Linked DNA regions of Drosophila melanogaster: region 2 is linked to region 1. Evidence: chromatin contacts called from public HiChIP or PLAC-seq data. All regions are on one chromosome and are shown on one strand. The core of a region is the stretch at or near the end of the contact, and the rest is flanking DNA. Distances in the headings are between cores, read along the strand shown. Region 1 holds the start of Naam (Nicotinamide amidase). Region 2 overlaps GluClalpha (Glutamate-gated chloride channel subunit alpha).

Region 1 (7,149 bases), core at 2,109-4,608:
ATCGGCAGCAGATTAAGTTCATGCCATGCTGCAGTTACATTTACAGTTACAGAGTTCCAGGACAAGCCCGACGACCCCCTCTTTCATATTCATTTTTGTACACACTTTGTGTTATATGTGGGCCAAAACAAATGTTGCCCGAAACCGATTTTCACCCGAAACTGGGAAAAACCCATTCAGAGCATCCTTTCAGAGACTCTTTCAGCTTGCGCTTTTCAGGATCATTGGCAGCGGGTTCGCAATCGTTTTGTGTTTTTTCTTTTTTTTTTGGCGAGGGCCTTAGCAAACGTTGCGAAAATATGTCACAACATTTGTTACACATTTTCGGGTCAATTTTTTATTGCAACGGGCGACTCGACTGTGCTCGACTCTGCATAAGCCGGGCGCCACCCACATGATCCGAAATCTTGTCACAGCTGCTGGCAACTGCCCTACCCTGGGAAAACCGTACACATATCCCAAAAGTCCCATCCCCAAGTCCCCTTTGGCTCCCCTCGTCGAGTGCCATTGACACTAGCGTGTCTTTCAATTAAAATCCATTCAGCTGTAAAATCGTAAACAGTTTTGTGCAGAGAGCAGAACACCCCTGGGTCTGCTGATAATGGAGATGAGGAAACTATTTTGTCACTCTTAAAAATACAAGTACTACTGCCAAAGAACAGGAAAACAAAGTCGATCTTCTGTTACTCGAAGTTCCCGAAAGGACACCTTTAAACGCGTTTTTCATTTAGGTATAAGGACACAAAACATGTTCAAATAGATGAAATCTTTTTAATCAGGCTCAAAAAATTTGAAACAGGATCTTAAACCCAAAGAAGACATTTGGAGAAATTGAGTAAGATAATTTTAAATTCCGCCATAACTAGCTTTCTTTTAAATATGCTGTTCAAATAATTAAATGCCGCTAATGATTGACTTTCAGTAGCTATCTAATGCTTTCCTTGCCAATTGAATTTACAATAGATTTTTGAAATGAACCTCCAAAGCAGTGAACCTGCGTGACAATTCAGTATGCCGAACTGATTGGCCTTTTAGCTACTGGGTATCAGCACGCGAGGCAGCCTGAATGACTGCAAATTAATTATGCACAACAAACAGATGACCCCCAACCGGCGAACGGCGACCCGTGTGGCAAAGACAACAGTATATGTACATTTTCCATGTACTATGGCGCAGCACAACAACGCTAAGTCCGGCGTCTGCCGTCCGGTTTGTCCAGTAATTGTTGCTTTAATTGTTGTGCAATCCCCCAAACCCACACCAAAGCCCAATCCCGATCCCAATTCAAAGGCCGGAGCTCGGAACCCAAAGAACCCCACCCGAAAAGCCGTCACGAATCAGCCTAAGCTGAGGCAAAAAGGGGATGGAATGATCGGAGGCTGCTTCGCCAATGTCGACCGCAAATTAATTTACAACGTAAACTGCAAAATTGAAAATTATGTTGTAATTACTCAATTCTGACGTTTTTCCCATTGACCCAAATTTATGGGGCCGTGCACCAACACCAACTCATAACACATACACACACACACGCACACATATACTGGCGCACATACATATTCAACGCAAGAGTTGAAGGCGCTTCCTTGTGGACGCTTCTTGGCTAAGCTCTTGGATTTACTGACACTGAGAGAAAACACCATTGAATACTTGAAAGTTTTTCCGATAAAAATACTATTTAAAAACAAAAAAGCATATTTAATTTGCGTTTATAAATCAAACATAATTAGCTAACAAGTAAATGAGTTATAAAAATAACTTTATTTTGCCAAGTGTGTTATGTCTGGCCTCAACCTTTGTGCCAATTTAAATGCGTAATTATAACGAGTGCCAGAGAGCAGTTAGAGTCCGTTCTGGCCTGCATATTAATTACGTTCACGGCGCCGCACAAAAGCGGAGTCCTGAAAGCCTGAAAGGGGAGGAAATCTTGGCAGGACCAAAGCAGACAATAGGAATTTTAATCAAGGATCAGCGTGCTCGAATTTATTTAAAGGTGGGCCATCGGAGCACCCCACCCACAGTGTGCTTCGCTCCTGGCCCCTTGGCGCTCTGGTTGGTAATCTGGTCAGCGTGTTTCAGGCATGCCATGAATGCCTTGCCTTACCTTGCCCCTTTCCCAGGCCCTTCTATTCACAAGCACAAATGCCGGCCAATTGTGGGGCTCCGTGAAGAGGGGACAAATAAAGGCTAATTAAGAGCGGAATGACAAGGCGAAGAAATGGGTTTTCATTGTTGCTGCCAAGCCGGGGCCAATGTTATTCTAAGATGGCACAAACTCACGATCCAAAGGTATTTAACCTTTCTTCTCATAAACGTACTATAACTTTCTCCGTAAATCTTTTCAATTTTTATTACCTGAAACATTGAGATAAACTAATCACGTCAGGCTAAAAATAGAAACATAATTCCATTTTCATTGGTTTGCCTCTGGCTGGCCTTAACCGGCCATCTCTTAAGAGTTTCCGTAGTGTAGCGGTTATCACGTGTGCTTCACACGCACAAGGTCCCCGGTTCGAACCCGGGCGGGAACAGTCGAAATAGTTTTTTGTCTTTTTTTATTTCATTATTATAGTTATTTTGCGATAATATTAAATTTAACATAATATTCACATTAAAGATGCGTCATCTTCCCATTCAGGGGCGTTTAATTGGAATTTTATTTGCATCAGCACAATGTGTTCTAACCTGGCATGATAAAATACATATAATGTTTATTTAACAAATCATTTGATTTACAAATTTGCTCGCCTTAAGCCGTATTTATTTGAAGATTTGAAGGGCTGGAGAAATGTTATCTTGGGCGGACACTTAACAGAATCATAAGCTTTCGTCCCGGCTTTACATATGATATGTATGATGAAGCTCAAAGTTTGTGCTTTACACTGCCCAACAAAGATCGACACCCAATAATTATACGAACGAGAAAATAAAACGATTTCAAAACCTTTGGAACTTTTCATTTCACTAGAACTCCCTTGACTTTTTGGACCCGCGTTCTTATACATTTTCATGAATCACACTCTTCATCTTCCGTATAAGAGAGCTTTCTCTTTCGGCTACTTACCACGCGATAGTCCAAAAAAGCTTTGCATAAACAAAACACTCAGAGCTTTCAGAGTCCACGCACCGAATGTGGTAGCAATGTCAAATTCGTGATTATCAGCGTTAATTGTACAATATTATGATTTATTCGAGCTGTAAATCTTCACAGCAAGCACAAACTGTAATTATACCACTTAGAATTCGTTGATGTAGTCAATTTTTTGAGATAATACAAACATTCCCGAGAAACTTAAAGAACTCGCCGGTTGGAGGGAACAATTCGCGTCCGTCAGCTGTGAAAGCTTAATGCCAACTGAGAGAACCGGCATCGAGAAAAAAGCCTTATGCAATTGCTCACGTTTGTTTACCAAGTAGTTCCCAGTAAGTGATAAATAATAATGAATGAAACTTATCTATCATTTAGTCACTTCCCCATTGATAGTTTCCAGAATGTCTGAACAAAGGGGCATAGCTATCGAAATTATAGAATTAAATCCCCCCACTTTATTTCATTGACACTCGTAATTCCAAAAGTTACAAACTGTAAATAATTGTTTGCCGCTCCCACGCTTCGATTCATATAAACTGAAACGATTACTATTGTTTTATCCAAAGTCAATTAGCTTTGGATCATTGGCTTTTGATTGCGTAAGATCATTTTACGATTTCAACCACTACAATACAGCGAATTTTCTCCTACTGCTGCAGAGCATATGACCATATATGGAAAATGATTTTAAAATCACCATATACCATATAAATTCAGGCTATCATTTAAGAAAATCTTGCTAGGGAATGCTAGCTGCTAATAGGATGTATTACTAGTTAGCAAGACACAGTTAATTAGTAAGTCACAGTAATTAGTAAGTAAGCAGCAGCTTGAAATACCAAAATATTATATCTACGAATTTCCGGTGTCTTGAAACACTCTATATTTTGTTTACACATTTTATTTATCAAAATTAAATATAATATATATATTAATTTAGTCAACAAATGCCAATCATCATGGCGATGGGATGCGGTTAATAAATAGTACACTCCATTGATCAGGAGGGGAAGTTCATTAAGAGTACATAGACTAGTGCGTACCTAAACCTAGGCTATAGTTACTGCTAAGGTGGATCGGTGGAACGGGAATGCGATTAATCCCTCGTGTGATCGCGTATCCAGTCAAGGTATTCAGTGACTCGAGTATAGACACCTGGATGGGCATAAAAATTAGTAAATGCTCTTTAAAGTAATGTTTCTGTAGCGCAACATACCTGGATATCCCGGCTCACCACACTTGTTGCCAAAGGACACCACTCCCAGTTGAACCCAGTGGGAATCATATCGCATCATCAAAGGACCGCCAGAATCGCCCTGCAAAACGGTTAAATTAGTTTTGATCCTCTATGAATGGAAACTCCTTTATTAACTCACCTGACAAGCATCCACTCCGCCATCGGAGTATCCTGCGCAGATGAAGTTCTCGTTGATAGGCTGGAAGTAACTGCGGTCGCAATCCTCATTCCGCCAAATGGGCAGTTCCGCCTGTCGTTGGCTGGTGGACTCCTTACCACCGTAGTAGGTGGTGCCCCAGCCCACAACGGTGGCTCTACGTCCGGGAAGCCGTTCCTTGGGCGGCATCCTGATTCCCTTTGGCAGGCAGACAGGGATTACATACTTTGATTTCCTCACGGGCTTATCCAAAACAAGGATGGCAATGTCATTGTAGAATCCAATGCGGGAGAATCTGAGGATACACACGTTACCAATACTATTCACATTAGGAGGTCCATAACCTACCGCTCATGGGTGCGCACTTCCTTGACGGCGAAGGTCACGGGATCAGAGGGTTCCGCATCCGTTGACAGATCGATGTCACCCAAGCGAACCGTAAACTGTCGAGCAGCAAATCTAGAAGAAAAAGTCGATATTAGTGCCCATCAAATGCAGGACTCACTATGACTTACGGTTTTTGACGCGAGTCCCGCGTACAATGCGCAGCTGTCAGGATATATTTGGTGCCAATCAACGAACCACCGCACCAGAACTCCGTGCGCTTGGGTCCATGGAGAAAAATGGCTGCCATCCATGGCCACTGACCATTCGGAGCCTCCACTCCGCCCACAATCCTACCAGTTGAGTACTCCTGCTGACCGCACTCATCGGGGTCCACAATGTTGTTGCCGATCTCGTCCAGACCCTCCGGCTCCAGAGGCACCTCCGTCGTGGTGGTCGTCGTGGTAGTGGGCGGTTTCTTCTGGGGAATGAGCACGAGACCAGATGTGGGGCGCGTGGTGGGTCGAACAGTGCTTTTCTTCGTGGGTTGCGTAGCCTTGGTGGTGCTGGTGGTCGTCGTGGGACGAGTGGTCAGCCTCAGAGGTTTCTGAGTGGTCAAAACAGTGGAGGATGAGGAAATGGGGCAGCACACGCCCGGCACATAGAGACTCTTGAAGCACAGGGACTCTCTCAAGCTGCTGAGATTCAGCAGCAGAGCGGGACAACTGCTGAGATCCTCGCAACGTCCTCGCCTTCCACTTGGCGTTTTGCAGTAGTTTTCCACATCTTTCCCGGTTCCTGCCTCATCACTAGCCTCTGCCAACTGATCCAATGGGGTCAGAGTAATAGGTGCCTCTGTGGTGGTGGACGTAGTTGTGGTGCGCGGAGTAGTGGGTATCTTGATCTTCTGCTGCGATTGCTGAGCACCCTGGGCTACCGGAACCAGGACACCTTCTTCACTGGGCTTCTTGACCTTCTGCTTGTTCTTATTCTTCTTCTTTTTCTTCTTTAGCTTCAGCTCCTTGTTCTCCACAAACATGGGAGCAGAGTCATCCATACCGATTCTTTTAGTTGCCACTTGGATGACACTCAGATTCGCAGGCTTGCCAGCTGGTAGTAAACTATTGGCAGAGAGTGTAATCGGTAGAGGATCCATAAGTTTGTCTGAGACTCCTGGCAGTTGCTCGGAATTTCCTCGTGGGGAGGATGTGGAAGAGGGAACCACTTCGGTGGTGCTGGAAGCACTTGCGGTTGCGCTGGACGATCCACCCGACTGACTATTGTCCTGGCTTGTATCCTCACTCTTCTCCGCCCCCTCCATTTTGGCCTGATCCTGTCCACCGCGAGTTATGTCCACCAGCATGTGCCCCACATGGTTGAGCGCTCCCAAGGTCTCAGAGATGCGATTAAAGGTGGATTGGGAGAGCAAACGAGGCAGGGATTCGTTGCTGCCCTCGGACTGTTCCTCGTCGCTATCGTAGTACTCACTGGAACCCTCGACGTCGTCATCGTCATCCTCGTAGGCGGAGCCGGACTGACTGCTGCCGCTGCTGACACTGCTGGCCGAGCTCTGGCTCTCGGCGAGATCCTCGATCAACTGGCGACCCAGTCGTCGATCGTGCAAATGTGGCTGAAAGAAAGACGCTGCCTTAAGGGTTAAAGTTATGAATGTCCGTGCACAGCATCCTGCATCTTGATCACACTTACCGTCGTTGGTCAAATGGAGTGGTTGCTCCTCATCGTTCCCGGCATCCGATTGTCCCTGAGCGGTCGGAAATGTTCCCAAGGAAAGTACTGAAACAATGATAAAATATATTTGATATAGTTTCGCTACTTTAAGACAAATTAAGCTTCTGACTTCAATAAATATACCTATGCAGGATTCTAGAAACGTGATAACTAAAACAACTAGTAAGCAATATACATACAGTCAAAGAAATTTTTGTAAAACACCTAAAGATAACAACACTCTTTGCCTTTAAAGATAAACAGTGAGTCAATAACTTTTTCAAAAGCCGCTGGTAAATCATTTTCTGACTTTCAATAAAATATAATAATTAAATAAAATGATTATCAGCTTTTTAAAATTAAGTGCTTTGATAAGGAAGCTTGATTGATAAATTATTGATATTACTTAGTAACGAAAAGTTATATATTAATATTGATTTTTTTTTTTTGTTCATGTTATGTATCAAAAAATGCCATTGGTTACCTCTAATTTAAAATGTAGCCAGCTAAGTTACAATGTAATGTACCCATTCTAGAAGAAGTACAACCCTATTTTCTTTAAAATACATTTGCCTGATGCACTTGCTAGTTATGAAACGCACTGTTGGGGAA
Region 2 (7,149 bases), core at 1,585-4,084, 78 kb before region 1:
GCCGAGGTACTAACTGATTTGTTCGATAATCATATCGATGTCGCTGCCGCAAAATCAAAGTGTCTGCTGAATCATTTTGTGTGGACCGAAAATTTCCGTGATTTAAGCCACTCCACGGTCTTAAGCATGTGTGCATGTGTGGTGTTTAATTCAATTGGCTATCGAATTAGGCCAATTAACATGCCATTTGGCTATCTGTCCCGGTGCATCAAACGCATGTGCATCTCAATCTATGGCGCGCACCCAACTGTCCGGCTACGGCCTTTGTCGGTGTGTTAATGCGTTTTGCGAATGCGAATGCAGCCATAAATGCAATTAAACTTGCAATATCCTTCTGGCCAACACTGAAGGTGGGAAATTGAAAATTTAAAAGGTCTTGACACCGTAATGCAGCTTTAATCTGTTGCCCAGGGAATCCATTACGTTGCCTGGCACTCATGAAAAATGCAAATTGCCATCGCAGCTCAACACATTCAACGAGCTACAAAAGACTATGCCAAGGATTTTTTGGTGCAACTCAATCTGAAGTACGAATGCTCTGTAAATTAGTATCAATGCCAAGTAAATCTTGCCATTTACCCGAATATCGCAAAAATGCTTGTACAGATTTTCTTCAGTTAAGATTTTCCCTTTGTCGGAACACTTAAATGAAGTTGCCCATTTTTCAAGCATTCCAAAGCTAACGAGTATTTATTAATTGAAGCATTTAATACTTTTATCTCCGGCCTGCAGAGTGCATCCCATTCAATACTCTGGAAATGCCACTTTCTGTTTCTCGCTCCCATTTTGCAACAATCATTATGGTTGGGGCATTTAAAACAATGCCCACAATGACCGGCAATATCCCAGATATATCTGCTGACCAGCACTTGGACAGTCCGGAGATGCAAAATACAAAATGCCGAGTTCAGAATGTCGGATGCCGAATGCAAAATGCGAAATGCAAAATGCGTTTGCGAATGCGTATGTGAATATTGGAATCGAATTAATCCTTTATAAGCATTTTTCTCCACTCCGAATGGCCGACGTGCTGTGCATGGGCGATAAGTGCGTTGTGGTGACCAGAATGCCACGCCCACTGCTCACGCAAACGCCCAACGCAGCAGGGATATACTATATGGGAATATATATATATATATGTATATGAATGTACATGTACATGTGTGGAACATTGGCCATGACCGAGTCGGGGCTTTCACAGTTGCTGCCATGTGGGATACCCGGGCAAATAATCAATTGGTCGAAATGGGAATGGGCTCTCGAATGGTAATGGCTGAAATGGCTGAAATGGCAACAGGCTGGCCGCTGCTCCAAATTTGCATTCGTGCTGTGTTAATTTGCCGCTGCTGTGCCTGCAATTTTGTGCCATAAATATAACATGCACCCGTGCAGTTGTATCTGCATCGAGCAAAGCAGCAGCAACATTGGCGCTGAGTTGAGGACATGGACCCGGGTGGTCCTCCCTGGTATCCTCCTCTGTCCCCCAAAACACCTCCCCTCCAGCTTTACCCCTTATTTTTGTTTTTTGGCCCGCTGTCAAAGAAAGTTAACAATGCGACTGCGACTGCCAAATGTCCCACATTTGCAGCTTGCCAAGCAGTTGGCGCCAATCCTCCTTCCCTCGAAAAAAATAAAAAAAAAAGTGTGGATGAGGAGAGGAGGGGAGGTTTGGAAAAAGGACTACCGACTGTGTGTGTGGTGTAAATGGGTTTACTTTTATTTCATTTGTTTGTGCGTGAGTGTGAGTGCGAGTGTGTATGCTTGTTTGTGACGAGTCGACACACTTTTGAGCTTGGCAATGTTTTTACTGTTCGCCACCGACAATAAAAGCAACAACACTTGTGCGCTTGTCTACCTCAGCGAAAGCATTGAGTTTGAGCCGTTTTGGCCGCTTCGCTTGTTGTTGCCAAGCTGCGAGTTGAATGAACGTGCCAAACTGCGAAAAATATCCCCAACTTAATTTACTTGGGACTGAGAAGGATGTAGAAATTGGCTTGAATTCGTTACTAACTATTATGAAAATCAACACTCCTAAATCATTAATAATTGGCTGAGAACACTATTAATCCAAATGTCTTTATGTCCTATACTCAGATTTAAAAGATAAACGCCATTTAATCATACGTATTTAACAAGATTTCCTTTCTTTGGTTATAATTAATGATCATCTATACGAACGCATATATATCTTTTGACATTAATTTTGATGATTTAAATGTTGTCAAATTTTTCCTGGCTATGAGCTGCCACTCAAGTAAAATTCAATGCAATAACTATTTAAATCATTGCATTGGTATAAAACCTAAATGACTTATAGCCTATTAAAAATAGTCAGACATCAAAGCCTGATTGATTTTGAATGTTTGTTTTTGGAAAATTGCTTGAACTCCTTCAGCTAAATTCATTCATTCCGGGCTTTGGGCTGGCATTCAAAAGCGATTTATTAGGCTTAGAATCTGGTCTTGACTTATGGCTTTGTCTCTATCCCCAGCAGCATTATTTCTCGCAGTGTTTCGGCCAAAAGAGCGTGTTGTGTGTGTGCATCTCAACGCACACATACGCACACACACGCTCGCAGGCCATACAATCACAGCCCGCACACAGCCATATATATATTTTTTGCGTTTTATGCCGCTCAGCGGCGCTTGTAGCTCGTTATGCTGATTGGATTTTGTGCCGCCCGCACCAGAAAGTAGTCCACACTCACACACACATGGGGCTGCACGGATACACACGCACACTATTAAGGCACTTGCGATAGCTGCTGAATAAAGTCAAGTGGCGTATTTGTGAGATGATATGTGCGCCTGTGTGGGTGCGTGCCATAAAGCTGGATTCATTTTGTTGTTGTTTTATTTGCTGCCCTTACGCTTTGCTCCTCGTTTTATGTATGCAAAAATTTTACACTCTCGTTTTCGCCATATGATTTTGTTCCTCTCTTCCTGTCTGTTTCTCGTTCGCTTTATTTTTCAGCTAAATTGTAAGTAAGTGGGCTTAGTAGCATTTTGCCATTTAGGACCCTGTTTTTTTTTTTTTTTTTTTTATTATTATATACGGCAGGAAAATGAAATCTTCTAAAGATACCATCTAATGTCCTTGGATGGCATTCACGATTCATAACCCTCAGCTGAGGGCTTATGCCTACGTACTAAACAAAAACCTCCGCTCTCTCTCCTGTCCTTGTCAAGCTCACCGGGACTGCCAGTCAAGGTATTTCATCGGTGAGCAGGATGTGGTGCCAAGTTGCACACCATCTTCTTTTGCGGTGCACAGCAGCGCCTTTTTACGACCAACTGAGCGTACCAGTCGTAGAGTTCTTGCCCCGCCAACATACGGGGGTACTCCTTATCTATAGTTCCGATTGGCCATCTCGTCCTTACGGACACGCTTCATCATGGTGACGATGATCACGTGAGCCCCATCCCAAACGATTTTGTCCGCCATCATAGCAGCAACCAAGCCTCTCGGGCTGAGAGGTGACCCAGCGAGCGCCACGAGTTGCGCCCTCTCCTCGGCGAACCTGGAGCAGTGCAGTAGGATGTGCTCTGCGGTTTCCACTGCGTCTGTGCAATAAAGGCACTGGGCTGTATCCACGTGGCGGAACCTACATAGGTACCCTCGAAAACAGCCATGGTCCGTGAGGAACTGGGTCATGTGGTAGTCCACCGTTTTGTGCTCGCAATCAGCCCACTCCGTTAGTTGCGGAATGAGTTTGTAAGTCCAGCGTCCCCGTTGTGACTCTTGCCACCTGGTCTGCCATACTCCTCGAATCCACTCTTTGATCTCTAATTGAGTGTATCCCTCACTCGCAAGGTATTTGCCCTTTATGTCCAGGTCAATGGGTGTAATGCCTGACAGAGCGTGCGCTGCGTCGTCCGATATGGTTCTAAAGCCTCTGATTAGCCTGAGAGCCATTGTCCGTGATACTGCGCGGGCACTATCTAGATAGGTTTTCTTTGTGGAAACGCAGCTCCAGATAGGCGCAGCATAAAGCAGCGTTGCCTTTGAAACCGCCACTAACAGTCTCCTAGCCGGCAGTCTGGGTCCTCCCACGTTGGGCATGATTCTCGCCAAGGCTGCTGCTGTCATTGCCGCTTTTTTGCTGGCATACCTTGCGTGAGCCTTGAACGAGAGCCTTCGGTCTATTAGAACACCAAGGTATTTCAACGTTTCTGCTGAGGCGATTTCAACTCCTTTGACTTCTACACGCATGCACTCAACGGACTTTCTGCTGCTCAGCAGGACTACTTCGGTCTTATGCGCAGCTATTTTAAGTCCGACTTTTTCGAGCCATTCTATGGCCGCCGTGATTGCCACGTTACTTATGTCCTGGAGCTCCGGTATTGTCTTGGCGACCGCTGTTATCGCAACGTCGTCGGCGAAGCAGTGCAGCTCCACACCTCTGGGCTTGCTAATGCTCAGTATTCCATCATACATAATGTTCCACAAGATCGGTCCTAGTACCGACCCTTGGGGAACGCCTGCAGAGACTTGGTGGCTTCTTGGACCATCTTCTGTTACGTACCATAACACACGGTCCCTGAAGTAGTTGCCAATTACGCCTCGTATGTAGTCGGGAACGCCCAAGTTGCGCATAGCCCCGAGGATAATGGGCCATCTCGCTGTATTGAATGCGTTCTTGACGTCTAGCGTGATGATGGCACAGTACTTCTTACTGCCGCCTAACCATCGGTTACCGTCGAGTGCTTTCCTGGCAGCGTCTGTTACGGATTTGAGAGCGTCGAGCGTACTTTTACCCTTTCGGAAGCCATACTGTTGGCCCTGAAGGCCTGTAGGACTTTCAGTGATTAGCTCAATGCGCGCGTACAGTATGCGCTCAAAGAGCTTGCCAACAATGTCCAACAGACACAACGGTCGGTAACTGCGTGGAACATTTGCGGGCCCCTTGCCTTTCGGCAGAAGGACCAGCTTCATCTTTTTCCAGCGCTTGGGGAAGACTCCGTCCAGCAGACACTGTTGGAATGTATCCCTGAAGACCTCCGGTCTTGCGGTGGCGGCTGCTTTGACGATCACGCCCGGGATACCATCAATGCCGGGAGCTTTGTTCGGTCTGATCCTCTTTGCTGCTTCGACGACTTCGCATGACGTGATGCACGGGAAGTCAGAGGCGGGGGGGTCAACAGCGGGTTGCCATAACGTGTGTTGGCTTGGAAATAGTTCCGACACGATGTTGGCCAGGGCGGCTGGGTCCTGAGGAGATCCTGCACCAGCGGAATTGAGTTTTTTCCTTACGACTTTGTAGGCGAGACCCCAGGGGTCGTCGTCTACGCTATCAATCAGGTCCTTAAAAGCATTCGCCTTTGCTGCTGATATGCCGTTCTTAAGCTCAGTTCGCTTCGCTTTATATACCTCAATGCACTGGGAGTGGTGCGGTTGCCCTCTAGATCGCTGCGCTTGCCTCCTCGCCTTGATGCATTCCGTCCGAAGCTGGTGCAATGAGTCACTCCACCAGTAGACAGGGGGCTTTCGTTTCGTGTTCCTTTTTCTCGGCATCACCGCATCACACATTGCTCTAAGCCTATCCATGAGCGCTGTCACCATGGTCTCCGCGTGTCCAATTATGGACTCCATGCCCTCGATCTGGTATGCTAGCATGTCTTCATCCAGTTTCCTAATGTCCCATACCGGACCTAGCGCACATCTTCGCTGTTTGGGTGACGGCCTCATTGTTCGGGCACCGAACGTGATTAGGTTGTGGTCGCTCAGCGTTATGTCCTCATGGACCATCCAGTTCGAGCTAGCCACTAGAACTCTGCTAACAAAAGTGACATCAATGAAAGATGTACCTCTGTCATTATTGAACGTCGGTTTGAACCCGTCGTTTAGCAATACGAGATCTAGCAGGTTCATGGCATCGATCACTGCTCGTCCTCTTGTGTTAGAGATTCGACTGCCCCATTCTGTAGCCCAGGCATTGAGGTCACCTCCGATGACTGTTGGTCTGCGCCCACTTGCATGGTTAACCAGCTTTTCGAGCATGTCCTCGAATTGCTCGGGACTGTCGCTAGGTGGAGCATAGCAGCTGTAGAAGTGGATTCCTCTAATTTTGGCGTATGCTATGCCGCGCATTGGTACGGTATCCCACTCCTCTACCAATAACCTGGATGTACATTTAATGGCCGCCTTGCCTGTCTCATCGAGTAGCACTCCTGAGTTACCCACACCAGGTAGGTATGGTTCACTCAAAAGCACTACGTCCGCATGGCGCTCCTTCGCTGTTTGAGTCAGGAGGTTCTGTGCTGCTGCGCAATGGTTAACGTTGAGCTGGATGATGTTAATTTCTTCTGGCATCATTTTGACGGCTATTAGCTCCTTTGGTGTTGGCTTTGTAGGTGGGGCATGCAAAACCACCCGTCGCGTGGTTCTTGTCCACGTCACTGCTGCAGATCAGGCATCTTGGTGGGGCTACGCAGCCCTTTGCCTTATGCCCATGCTCGCCGCACCGTAGGCAGCAGTCAGAGCGATCGACTGACTTGCAGTAGGGAGCTCGGTGGCCGAATTCGAGGCATCTGAAGCATCTTATTGGGCGGACGTCTTGGGCTATGCGGCAACGCGACCATCCCACAGTTACAACGCCCCGGTTGATGACCGCAATGGCATCGTTCGCGCACATTAGCACAGAGGCTATCTGGGTCCCGTCACGCATCCTGCGAAGGCCTCTTACATCCTCTGGTTCCAGGCGGATGCCCTGAAATTGGGAGACCAGGGAATTGTGAAGGTCCTGAGCCGTCGTTGTCTCGTCTAGTCCGCTGCAGATTAGCGCAGTCCTATGCGCGCCCGTGCGAACCGAAGCAATCTCTTTGAGCGTCGCTTCTAGCTCATTTTTAAAGCTGGGGATGACCTCCGAGGCTTTACCTTCTAATTCAAGAAGTAGTTCTCCCTGTTGCGTCCTCCTTATTTTACGCACGTGCTTGCCGAATTCGGTCAGACTCGGTTCTGCTTTCATCTTCCGGAGCATATCCGAGTACGTAACCTCACCCGTTTTTTTCAGGATTAGCGCCTCAGGTTTTTTGCGCAGGCGCTTGGGCTTCACCTTAGCCCATTCCTCGTCCTTGTTAGCGTCCTTGGCGACAGACGCATAACTTTCCGGTTTGGAGTCAGCCGTCGTGGGTAACGCCTTCCCGGTGG

Evidence for each region. HiChIP or PLAC-seq counts read pairs in DNA pulled down with a chosen protein or histone mark.
Region 2: a POLR2A S2P HiChIP or PLAC-seq map of the Kc167 cell line shows a contact between it and region 1, with 5 times the contacts expected there. The contact joins the enhancer-like site here to the promoter of Naam in region 1. A contact is called at or near these places in 25 of 107 Hi-C or Micro-C datasets (the Clone 8 cell line, the OSC cell line, the S2 cell line and 8 more) and 3 of 6 datasets of contacts at active chromatin or transcription factors (the Kc167 cell line and the S2 cell line).

The regions. Positions count from the first base shown.
Region 1 is chr3R:19,667,659-19,674,807 of dm6, reverse strand. It overlaps Naam (Nicotinamide amidase), which reads right to left and starts at 3,358. Exons shown (of 7, transcript NM_169872.2): 1 at 3,065-3,358. It overlaps CG7432, which reads right to left. Exons shown (of 7, transcript NM_142568.3): 2 at 6,517-6,603; 3 at 5,001-6,453; 4 at 4,834-4,944; 5 at 4,468-4,780; 6 at 4,308-4,407; 7 at 3,981-4,246. The coding sequence ends at 4,188. tRNA:Val-CAC-2-5 (transfer RNA:Valine-CAC 2-5) reads left to right here and starts at 2,459; the gene lies at 2,459-2,531.
Region 2 is chr3R:19,745,351-19,752,499 of dm6, reverse strand. The region is part of intron 1 of GluClalpha (Glutamate-gated chloride channel subunit alpha); the gene reads right to left. Among named protein-coding and RNA genes, the nearest start is that of lncRNA:CR43488, 4.4 kb to the right of the region's middle. Within about 2 kb of position 2,834, at least 21 of the 39 cell types and tissues checked have an H3K27ac peak or open chromatin away from gene starts, as enhancers often do. A contact at or near this core is called in the Kc167 cell line, the OSC cell line, embryo and 2 more, where this site is marked.